2 separate regions of the Zea mays genome follow, and region 2 is linked to region 1. A link is a contact called in public Hi-C data. All regions are on one chromosome and are shown on one strand. Each heading gives the region's core, a stretch centred on a gene start, on an enhancer-like site or on the middle of the called end of the contact. The rest is flanking DNA. Distances are from core to core; before and after follow the strand shown.

What was found. A called contact is a pair of places that touch in the nucleus more often than the background predicts.
Region 2: a Hi-C map of leaf shows a contact between it and region 1, with 4 times the contacts expected there. The contact joins the promoter of LOC100277858 here to the enhancer-like site in region 1. A contact is called at or near these places in 2 of 25 Hi-C or Micro-C datasets (endosperm and leaf).

The regions. Positions count from the first base shown.
Region 1 is chr5:175,555,715-175,562,063 of Zm-B73-REFERENCE-NAM-5.0, reverse strand. No RefSeq gene overlaps it. Among protein-coding and RNA genes, the nearest start is that of LOC109939968, 58 kb to the right of the region's middle. Within about 2 kb of position 1,458, at least 6 of the 20 cell types and tissues checked have an H3K27ac peak or open chromatin away from gene starts, as enhancers often do. A contact at or near this core is called in leaf, where this site is marked.
Region 2 is chr5:175,695,274-175,701,652 of Zm-B73-REFERENCE-NAM-5.0, reverse strand. It overlaps LOC100277858, which reads left to right and starts at 2,929. Exons shown (of 3, transcript NM_001151317.2): 1 at 2,929-3,190; 2 at 3,268-3,418; 3 at 5,013-5,335. The coding sequence starts at 3,091. The coding sequence ends at 5,043. LOC100273912 (N-glycosylase/DNA lyase OGG1) reads left to right here. Exons shown (of 3, transcript NM_001148304.1): 2 at 920-1,130; 3 at 2,059-2,642. The coding sequence ends at 2,295. LOC103627280 (a long non-coding RNA gene) reads right to left here and starts at 6,338. Exons shown (of 3, transcript XR_553527.3): 1 at 5,974-6,338; 2 at 5,543-5,764; 3 at 5,212-5,463.

The DNA.
Region 1 (6,349 bases), core at 209-2,708:
TGGATCTCGCTCCCGGGAGGGACCCCGTCGGGGAGGAGAGATCCTAGGTGGTGTCTAGGCTCGGGCCGGCCGACCTAGACTCCTCTAATTGACGTAGAGCCGAAGAGAGACGAAGAATTTGGGGATTGGATAGCTAAACCTAAACTAGACTAGAACTACTCTTAGGATAAAATGTAAATTGTATTGATTGAAAGTTCGATTGATGATACAAATCGGTCGTAGGCCTCTCTTTTTATAGAGGAGGGGGGCTGGACCCTTTACACGACCGGATTCCGAGCTAATTCCGCGGATATAGCTAACAAACATAGCACAAAACTCGGACCCCTAATCTACTCTGCGCGTGCGCGGACCGTCCGGCCCACAGGCGCGGACCGTCCGGACCGCGGACCATCCGGCCTCAGGGCCGGACCGTCCGCACCTCATTTTGGTGCTCAACAATATGCTATTGTTGTTCATCCACGCGTAACATGGTTTTGTTGTGTTGTCCAATAAAAAAATACGCTATTAGTTATTTGAATGAAAACAAAGCCAGAAGTATATTGATAAAAATATTAAGATGCATCAATTGCAGGAAGAAAAGCAGAACTTTGGGCCAAGCGAGCATCCAAAAAGGAGATCTACATAGTGGTTCGAAGATATGGATTTGATGCAGTGCACACAGAATGCATTCCCTATGGAACTAGGTTTTTGAGCAAGCAAAAGCAACCCTTTTTTTTCCTCTCTCCTTTGTGATGGGTTTTGAGCAGGCAACTGATGAAAGAAAAGGAGGTCTCCCTAATACTTGCTCTGTCCGATTCATCATTCTCTCACTTGATTCCAGCAGATGTCGCGACGAATTGAGATTTCGAGGCGTCAAAATCATTGATGAAGATCACGTGGTAAACCATGCATACGTTCACTCCCAACAGGTCTTGAAATTAACGAGCAATGCAAGAGATGATTAGTCTCGGTAAGAGAGAGCGGCGAAATTAGCCACTGTCGGCATCGTCAACGACGCCATCCATCATGGAGTTGAAATGTAACAAATAAAGCAAAAGCGAGAGGACGACGAGATAGAAGGAAATTAGCATAAAGCTAATAATGTGGCCACGCCGTGTAATCATTTGGACATCACACATATCAAACGGAATGTCCCTTCACATGATCCAGCGAGCCAACCAATGGCCTTCGGTTTTCTTGCCTACCAGCACTACTATCTCTATATATCTAGTATATATTTAGCACCACCCAGTCACCTTCCCCAAAAAGAAAAAAAAAAGGAGTGACAATCACCTCGCAAGATTGGGATATCTTGTCCAGGTTTCTCCAAAACAAAAGCAAAGCAAAGCAAAAAAAAATCTCAAATGTATTTGTATTATTGGTGTATTCTTCACATGAACAAAGTTAGTCCTCCTACCTTTATTGACTTCCAAGTTCCAACGTCCACGAGTTCCTTCCCTTTGGTATGGAACGCCGAGGACAAAATGGAACTATGAGAAGCTTCACTTTCATTGTAGTCCATATCTCACTCTCACTTTATGGAGTATATATATATATATATATATATATATATATATATATATATATATATATATATATATATATATATATATATATATATATATATATATATATATATATATACATACGTAATTAACAAGTAGATTAGTGGTAATGATACACACTATCTTAATGAAGAGATTGGAGATGGACCAGTTGTCGATGCCCCATCACAAGACAGATAAAGAGCATGTATTCTTTTATATATATACATACCTATGCAAGTGAGAAAAGGAGGAGGGGGGGGGGGGGGGGGGGGGGGGGGGGGGGGGGAATGCCCCATCTTTTTTGTAACAAAAAAAGAGAGGAAAAAGGAGGCATCATAGCGGTTGTACGAGTTCGGCGATGTCTTGTTCACCAACTAATTAAAGAAACGTTCTATGCGGCCAAAATACCATCAATCACCAGCAGATCGTCACCGCTACTATTGATAAACACGAGAATGCATGTACTAGCTACTCCCCCACACTAGAATAGAATATTCGAGTAGTATAGTTAGGCATTGGGACCGCCTCTGTGATGGACACATCAACGATTTCGATATGATCCAGATGACTAAAAATGGTGAATAGCCTACACAAAAAAAAAGTTCTACAAAACTTACAGAAATGACTAGAGCCAAAGTTTGAATATGTAAAACCATTTACTTCCTCTAGTTCTAATTTACTCTAAGCGCTATATATCTCCTAAATAAACTAGAAACTTGTAAACAAATTGTTATGAACTAGTCAGGGCAGTTTCTTAGCAAGATATAAAGGTTAATTATAAATTACACAAGGATAGATAGAACAACATGATATAACAAGTAAATATAATTGTAAGGATGGTTTGGAGTGCAAACCACACAAAACAAGAGGTGACACAAGATACATCCCTCGAGGTTCTGGTTGCTTGTCACAAATATATGTCCTCATTGTGGCAAGTCCTAGCTATATGGTTCACACACTAACTGGCATTACATGTCAAACCCATAATACAAGTACCATAAGAATCACTCTAGATTGGCACCCCCAACAGCCTATATTTTTACTATATTTGCTCTTCGTGAATCTCCCACAAGAAATGAGCACAAAATCCTTGCTTTCACAATAATGATTGAGGACGATGATAATCACCAATAGCCACTCAATGATCTCGCAAACTCTAGGTGATAACAATTACGAAGAGTAATGGGAGTGTAACTAGCCCAAGTCATCCAACTAGTGCCAGAAGATGCAAGAGCTCTATGTAATGTACTACAAGTCTACAAGTACTCCAATCTAACCCCAAGTGATGAACTACAAGTTACAAGTGAGTGGAGTGTGTTTCTATAACCTCAAGAGGTGTATGCAAGTGTTGTAGTCGAGGGATACCAGCCAGAGCCGGCTAAGGCGTCTATATATAACCCTACAAGAGAATCTAACCATTACCTATTGTAATACAAAATTTAGGTGCATCATACATGTTTAGTGCACCACCGGTCAATACACCATATATATATATATATATATATATATATATATATATATATATATATATATATATATATATATATATATATATATATATATATATATATATATATATATATATATATATATATCCGGTGTTTTATTCCAATGGCTACATCTCCGACAGCAACAAACTAGGCGTTAATGTTGTTAGATGTTTGGTGCTTTCACCGATCACACCACCGGACACGTCTAATGAGTATTGGACCGTAACGCGTAAATTTTAAGCTCTTTGGATACCATATTTGGTGTGGTATCCGGTGCCACATTGGACACATCTAGTGCACTATAGAGAAAAAGTGCATTTTCGACATGCTCTCTAAGTGCCCTATCTGGTGGGTTGTTCGGTGCTCCGTATTTGGTGAACAACAGACTCCATAGCGTTTGGCTATAAATAGTGAAGTAAATACAAGATGACGCCATATCTGATGTTATGTCTGTTGCTCTTTAAAAATCTGCACCAGCAACATTTTCTCTTCTCTTCTCAAGCATACCAACTCTCAAATGATTTCCCAAACATAATAGAGCGTAGTTAGCATTTTCTAAAGTGGTTTTAATAAACATTTTTATTACTATCGCATGTGTCACTTAGGCCTATATGCAATGCATATGATTCCAACACCTAGTGGCACTATATGACCAAGTTGTCTATTTAAGCTCCCCCCTTAATAGTATGATCATCTATCCTAAATATAATACTACACTTTATTGTGTCTTGACCAGCAAAACAAAATATCCTAGCTTATACCTTTGCATTGACCACTTGCATTTTGCTTTTCTTATTTCTCTTTTCATGTTGACCAATCTCGCTTTGCGAACATATCCACCCTTTTCATGGTGGCCAATCTCGCTCAACCTTGTTATGTGGACTTAACATATCTTATTCATAACACTAGAGTAGAGATTAGTCTACTAGTTGTCTCAACTACTAAAACCACACATGGATCTTCCATAGCTGGCGCCCCTCACTATTAGCTAGGGCCGACACCTCTTGCGATACTCCTCTAGTAGGGTAGCTTCAACACCCATGGGGACAAAATAGGAAGCTACCTGCAAAATTGGGGCATTCTACGGGCACTGATCATCGTCAACCTAAAAACATATGAAAAGATGGTGAGAAGAGGCAAATATATATTAAAAATCATGTTTAACAAACATGTTGGGGCTTCTGTTCTTCTTAGCAATAGGACCCATGAAAGGGGCCTTTGAGTAAATGTGTTGATGCATCCTCTTTGGGATAGAAGTGTCACTAGTGCGGACTGCTCTCTTCTTCCTCGAATTGCTAGGGTTAGTGCCCTTCAGAGCGACCTCCTTTCCCTTTCTCATGGTAACCATACTACTAGAGGCCTACTATCCTCAAAGGGGGGCTGACCATGGGTCCTAGAACCTTGGCCCATAATGAATAGAGGTTGTCCGGTTGGGATCCCTAGCCCAGTCATGTTGTAAAGGGGCATGTACTAGGCCACATACTCATAGGTTGCATCATCATCAAAATTGGTGAACATCCCCATCAGTGTCACTAGCATTTTTTGAGTCGATGCAAAAACTTTACCATCTCCTCCATCGTGTCTGGAGGAAGGCTAAAGTCACGACACTATAGGAGCCACATGTGGTCCTTGATGGTAGTGTACTCCCATATTGCCTTTGAGTGCCCCTAGAGTGGGGCAAGCAAACATGACATGAAGTGCATCGACAAAATCGGTGTTGATAGCCCCCTCGCCAATAAGCTCCTTGATTCTCCTCAGGACCAGCTGCATGACATGTCTCGGACTAGTAGTAGACCTTCCCGCGAGTCCTTGTCAACCATAGGCTCCCTCATCGACATCTTTAGGTGTGTCTATGGCTTGACTTTGATGCGGATCCAAGACTCCAAATAATGTTCCATTTGTTAGAGAGGTCTATTGTGATATATGATGTATGGAAGAGAGGCCTAGAGTGTAGCTAGAAGTACACCTTACTGCAGAAGTTTTGGTTGCTCAACACCCAAAGGACGAAGAAGTGGTAGAAGATATCGAAGCATGGCCTCACCCCCCTCCACACGAATACTTTGCATAGATAAGTGAAGATCGAGAGGGCAAGAATGAAGTTTAGGGTAAGATGCTCGACTTGAAGACCATAGAAGTTGAGGTCATAGAGAAAGAACCTCGATAATGAGAAATTCATTCCTACCATCATGTGTGGGTAGAAGACAATGCACTACCCCATTTTCTCTTAGGGAGTCCATGTCATATTCGTTGTCAAGCGGACATTGCTGGATATTGGCAGCATGAGCCACCTAAGGAGCTTGCACGCCTTGTCCAGGCCTTATTGGTTGAGGACTCTACCACACGATAGCAGGTCAAGAGCAAAGGTTGTAGCCATGGTGATTGTACTTATAGAAACAAGGGAATGGCAACCACTAATGAAGGAGGAATAAAGCAATTGACAAGTACGAAGAGTCATGTGAGGAAGTAGGAAGGTAAAAACCAAACACTCATACTTAAATCCCCAACTCTATCAACTGTAGGGTATGGAAATAAAAACAATGCATGACCCGCATGATCTGTGAGATGTATGATATGATGAATGTACAATGCTCTACCTACCAACTAATGTGGTTAACACATGTGGATTTTTAGCATGCATGGTAGACCTATTCTATAAGGCGTTTATAGTATAAGTGCCCTATCTGCAGGTCTCCATAGGCCAATGACTGATTTTGTATAATATCTCCATTCCTAATTTCCATTTTTTCTTCCAACTGCTTGGCTTTGTGCCCAAAGCATCACATGGTTCATCGAAATATGAAGAGATGTGTGACGTGTCCAATGCCAAGCACTTTAACTTTTAGGCAAGTGGGGGTGGTGACATACAACTGCCCCCACACTAAGCACAACACTACGGTCTAGAGGTGGCACCCTAGAAATAGCTAAGAAATGGTATAAATCAGCTCTACTATGGTGGTTCACTCTTCATGGCCTAGCATGTCTTCGCCTTGTGCTCTTGCTCACCCTTAAGGATGGCAATTTAACCCGCAAACCTGAAACACAATGGTTACCTGACTCAACAGGTGCAGGTATAGGTGAAGATTTTGACCCATGGGTGCACCCACACCTGACCCGGAGTTTTGTGGGTGTGGGTTTCTATTTCAACCCGCAGGTACCCACATCCGATCCAATTTTTTGTTCATTCTTTATTTTATGCAAAAATGATTAAGATACAAAAGTAATTATTTTGAATATGTAACTTGGCTAATGATTCAAGAAATGTTTTATTGCTGCTCAACATGAGGACTTATAATACATAGATATAAATTGATTATTGCTGGTACTTAATTGCTT
Region 2 (6,379 bases), core at 1,680-4,179, 140 kb before region 1:
GTTATCATGTTCTGGTAGCTGCTATTTCATTTGCAGCATAGCATTGGCAGGTCGTCCTAGGTTATTAAGGGAATGAACTAGAGATAATACTAGTTAGCTATTAAAATTATTTGAAGACATCCAAACAGTCTAGCTAGACCATCTCCGAGAGACTAGCTAAATAGCTTGTCAAGCCAAATTTTGGCTATTCAACAGCAAAATAACTCTTCAACGGACTAGTCATCCAGATCTCTAAATTAACTTGGCTAGCCACTCCGGCCAGCCAAACTGACTTGCCAAGTGTGGGATGTTGTGTAGGACCCACACATCAGTGTGTGTAGAATGTAACGGTTTGAATTTGGAGAATGGGAAATGGAGAGTCTGCTGAAGTGAGACGCTATATATAAAATATAATCTTTATGAAGAGGTAAGTATAGAGTAAAAAATAGAGAGTCCCTTGGAGATGATAGTTCAACTATTAGCTACTTTTAGCAAATTAGCTAATAGTTAGCTAGCTAATTCTACTAGCAATTTTTTAGCCAACTAACTATTAGATCTAGTGCATTTAAACACCCCCCCTAAGCTGTTGTTTCTACCATTTTAACTGAAGCTTTGGTTGAGAAATAAAACTAATGTGTATATTGGGCTAGTCGTTGATCTAATCAGGCAACGGGCATTTGGGCTATGATAATGCTGATGACGTTTTTACTATGAACGTAAAGAAGTATAAAACCCAACTTTGTGTTTGCAGCATACTGGCATTTTGTCCTTTGGGAACCAATTTATTCGCCAGAAAGTCTTGTTCTATGGATTGTAACAGCACAGATCAATAAATCATTAACTGCTCATGAGTATCTGTTGTGTAGACAGTATTGCTAGAGAGCTTCATAGTATACTGAATTGAGCAATTCTGTGTGGTTTTTTTATGACAAACGAGCAGGGCAAAGTACATTGTTGGCACTGCTAAAGAATTGCAGGCCAAACCTAGTGGAGGTCAAAAATGGCTTGCCTCACTGCGTGAGAAGGAACTTTCAGATGTGATTGAAGCTCTTTGCACTCTCCCAGGTGTTGGTCCAAAGGTCGCTGCCTGCATTGCTCTGTTCTCCCTTGATCAAAATCATGCTATTCCTGTCGACACACATGTTTGGAAGGTATGCTATATTGCTATATCTCACTTTTGTATTAATGTTGTAACAATTGCTTCTACTTCTGTTGTTTCATTTGGACATACCATTGTTAGTTCATTGATATTTTTAGTGAGGTAGAGCTTGTTTGAGTTATGTCCATCACCATCATTCTCTGTTAGACCACAGTAAGGCTTTGCATAGATGAATTATCGACCATTTGTACAGGCTAACGTGTGTTGCACTTCCTTTCGCTGTATGTAGACTGCACATGGCACCTGATTCAAGTTATGACTCAACCATTTGATTTGACCATAAAAACCTTGCTCTTCATTACTAGGTTTTAGAAGGGTAGACCTAGTGTAGTAGTGAGAGCTATCTCAATGAGCTACCAGGTCACGAGTTCGAAGCAGTCTCTCCGCATTTGCAGGGGAAGGCTTGCCTTGGTTTATTCTTTTCCTAGACACCACTTATGTGGGCGCATTCGGCACTGGGTCTGCCTTCATTGCTAGGTTTGTTCCCTCTTAAAAAAACAAAACTATGTTTGTTTTTTTTTGGAAAAATATTATTTGAAACGCTAGTAAAACAATCACCATGTGTAGATACATATTCCTGCTGCATTCATAATGACTGTACCACTCATGTTGGGGTGTTTTTTTTGAATTCTTATTATTTTTCAATCAAACTTGTGGATGCAACCTGTAGAAGGTCTGCTGTCTATACTTAGTGGGTGTTTGGTTTCTAGAGACTAATTTTTAGCCCTTATATTTTATTTCATTTTAGTCTGTAAATTGACAAATATGGAAATTAAAATAGAGTTTTAGTTTCCGTTTTTGGCAATTTAGAGACTAAAATGGAGGGACTAAAAATTAGTCCCTAGAAACCAAACACCCCATTAATATGATCCAAAGACTATTTCATGTGAGTGTTAAACTCTATATGGATTCTAATGCAGGTTGCTACACAGTATCTATTACCAGAGCTAGCTGGCAAGAGCTTGACCCCAAAACTTAGCGTTGTTGTTGCCGATGCTTTTGTTACTAGATTTGGAAGCTATGCTGGTTGGGCACAAAACGTTCTCTTCATTGGCCAGCTACCAACTCAAAAAGTTGTTGTGGCTCAAGTTACCAGTGACAATGGTACCACAAAGCCTACCAAAAGGAAGCGCAGGGTGCAACCGGAACCATGTTGAGGGAGCATGGATACCAGCGATAGTGGGTTTGCCATTCTTCTGTGTTATTCTCGTTCAGTAAGAATGTAAGATGATGTAATATGACCATGACGAATGATCTTTTCTGCTGAACAGGCATTAGGTTGCTCCTGATCACACTAACATATTTGCTGTCAGCTTGTAACATATAGGAATGCCTGACTCATTACATTATGAGTTCTATTTTCATATGTGGGCATTGTGTTGTTTCTTCGTTAGCCTGCCCGTGCATCTTCCACAAAAACATCAGGATGGAAGCGGGGGCACATGTAACCGTGTTGTGTTGTTATTTAAACAGCGATGAGGGATTCAGTTGAAAGTATTGGGTCAATAGTTCTCTGTAACCTTTGCACCCAGCTATACCATCCCGTGCTGCCAGGCCGGCTTCTTCTGATGAACGTTTGAGCAAAGTTGTGTTCTGAATGTCCTGAGCTCCTGGTGACTGACTCAAAGGACAAATTTCTGTGATTTTACACAAAGGACACATATATACCAGTAGCCTCTTGTCAATGGACAACGGGTGACTTTACGCAAATATCATTGTCTTGCGACATGATTTTACGCAAATGTTATTGCCTTGCGATATGAGTATATGACACTCTGTTTCCTCCTCCCGAATCCGGTTGCCTGCATTGCCAGCAAAGTCAACGGCGCTACAACTGCATTACTGCAGGCAGGCTTTTTGCTTGCTTCCGCGGGCCTCGCATGCCATAGGCTCAATAACCTCGCCAGCGGATCCCTTCCTTGCGAGGCCGGAACTGAGCTGCCGCCGGCGCTATGGCGAGCGGCGGCCTGGCGGCTGCGTCGGAAGTCGCCGTCGTTTTCCTCATCCGCCCTGTCCTTGCCATCGCCTTCGTCTTCACCCTCATCCTCCTCAGTATGACTCCCCTCCCCTTATCTCCTCAGTTGAATAGTTGCGTGGGTTCCCTTCCCTGATCCGCTTCGTCGCCCCAGGCTGGTACGTGGCGTGGAGGACGGTGCTGGTGCACGTGCCGCTGGTGCAGGAGATCGCCGGCCTGCGCCCGAAAAAGCCCTCTAAACCCAAGCCAGCCAACCGCGGCCGCTTCGCCAAGTTCTACCAGAACCAGGCCGAAGCCGCACAAAGGTCAAAGCTTTACCTCCGCACGACCACACAAGCCTTCTTCTCCTTTTGCTCATCCGGATGTTTCAGTGCTGATTCATGTGGAAACTGACTGTCCAGCACTTGTTCAATTCGATCCAGATTGACTGCTTCAGTGCTGTTCAGTCCTGGACTCCTGGCATTGCTGAAGCAGTTTGTTGCAGTTAGGTTGTAGCTTAGGATTGTATCAGCATACCCCGCATGGCCACCCACTATCTGATCTAGTTGGGCATATGGCGATTCTGCAGCTCTTCATGTGGGCGTGGTTGCAATTGTAGTTAAATTGGAGTGGGGAAAGTTGCTTGAGCTGTCTATTTCAGCATTTCAAACTTGATTCAGCTTCATTTACAGTTTGGTACAACGGCTAAAGGACCTGAAGGCATAATTACCTGCATTTTTGTGTCCTTGTTCACCTCTGGATGCCCATCTCAAATTCCTAAATTTCTTGTCATGCCTACTATTGGTGCTAAAGTAAAACTGTTTGTTGCAATCCATAGAAAAGTCTAGACATTTCAAACTTCAGTGCATACAATTCGATATATTGGCACTTTGGAGCTACTCCATTTTTTTTTGACTGGAGCTATAACTATGTTCCTTACGACAACACAAGTTTTTTTTACACCTTGTATTGTGAATATCTGCAGTCCTATTCTCTCAGAAGCGGCTATTGAATTGCTTAGGCATAGCTGGGAATACCGGATACTTGTATATGGATGGGAGAAAAATAAAGCCATTATCATTTGCACGATCAATGTGGTTTATCTAGTAAAAAAATGAGTTGTGATTGAAATAGCTTATGCAACATTTCTCATTTAAATAACTAGTAATTGCACTTCATATATTGTACATTATGAACATGTATTCTTGAAACATGGCTAACTGTAAACTCTTATGATTTGATTTATCTTGTTGTCTTCTTACACCTTGAAGTTTTCATATTTCATCTTGACCTGCAACGCCAATATTAGCATTACTACAAGAAAGTAGGTGGCACCCTTTGGTTCATCATTCAGTTTCAGTTGCTCCTTAATGCCATTCCTTCCTTTCAGTGATGGGCAAGTACATAGAACCTAAGGACGAAAGAACATTGCTATGTGGTACCGAATCCGTTGCTTGTAGGCTACGGTAGCTGTTTTAGAAGCCTGCTGCAGCAGTGGTTGGGAGCGTCTCCAACTTGGCTAGGAGAATTTGTTTGATGCTTTCTAGAAGACTAGAACCTTTTGATTACCCAGAGGTCTGCGTTTGTTTTTTTATTCCATCCCACAATTTTACAATATAACATGCTTACTAGCAAATTGTATCATGAGTTCTGTCAAGATAGCTAACAGTAATGTATTTTGGGTAATTGGGTGCTCAAAAACCTTTCCTACTTTAGACTTCTTAGCTAGAGTGTTCCTTCCATTCTCAGATATCATCCCAATGTTTCAATCATAGCGTGCTTACAGCTAAAGTTGCTCTATGTTTGCAGCTACAAATCGTTTTAGCTTCAGGCACATAGATTATGAAGAAGCAGAAAATGGCCATACTCCTTGTACGCATCTCCACAAATCTCTAACCTGATTTCTTAATCTGTTAACAGGAACAGCAAATCAGAAGGGGCATCATCTTAAGAGAAATCCGTCACCACCTTGTAATGAGTACCTGCCGCAGACTTTATTATGCAGTTCTAATTAGAATGCAAGTACTACCAGTGACGGCGTCTTTTTAGGAGAGAATGTATACCAGCATGTGATGGGAGCATCCCTGCCTGCCTGACGATACATCAGGCTTATGATAGTAGCGTATCAACTGTTTATTGCATGACCTTGTAAAGTTAAGGACCTTATGATTGTACATATATATATACACCTGTATACAAGAAATAAAGAGAAGCACATGTCCTTTGGAATAATATCAACGTACCTTCTCCTGCGCGCTATCAGGTTCAGCTCTAATCATTGGCTCATGATGGCGTTTCTAAAGATGAAAAACTGCTTTATATGATGCCCAAGCTGCTGGGATCGTGCTTGCGCTCGTTCCTTTCGGCTTTGCTGAACAATGATCATCCATTCAATCAGCCAATCATTTGGCGACCGATTCCATCTGGGAAGGATGGAGATCCTGACTCACCTGGCAAGAGGGAAGCCATACATTTCTTGAGAACCAGGACCAAACCACCTGCCCAAAAGCCGCTTCCTTTGCAGCAAAGCTCCTTTGCCACTAATTAGTTGATACTAGAAACAACTGAACTTGTTCATCCTTAAACAGTACGAGCAGTCGTGATTACGCAACAGAATGGTTGGCACCACATCTGATCTCCTTTTCCTGGTGTTCTCTCCTTTTGATCCAGACCTGAAAAGAGCGATGCAAAAACCATCTACACAGCTTAAGAAACCGTCGAGTGGAATGGTGGCTGATACCACCACCGCAGGAGAACTGTGGAAGGAGCCGGCACCGGCACCGGCACCGGCAGTGCTCCCTCCCCTCCAGCTCCAGCGGCACAAAGTGAGGCGGCCACTCTTACAGCAGGATCTCCCCCACCTGATCGCCTCCAATCTTACCAAAAAGCGCGATGTCCGTCCGGTCACCGTCGTTGAAAACCAGCTCGACGCCGTTCTCAGGGGGGGCCCTCCGGGGAAACGCTGGGTTGTGGATGCCATGATTGGGGGCTTTGTAGCATCATTGTACCTTCCCAAGCTTGTAGATTCCAAGCTAATCATCATCATCATCATCATCATTCATCAATGGCGACGGTGGTGGATTCGGCTGCTCTAGATTTTCGGTAAGATTTCCCGGGCTGCCTCATGTCGAAAGCAAAAGCAAAGCCAAGCCAAGCCAAGCAAAGGTAGGTGATCGAGTTGAGTGACCTGTGTATCATGCAAAAAGGGCCACGGTTCAAGGTGCCGAGCCAATCTTTTGATAGAATGTTCCATGTATAGGCTATAAAGAAAAGGACCACTTGCGACG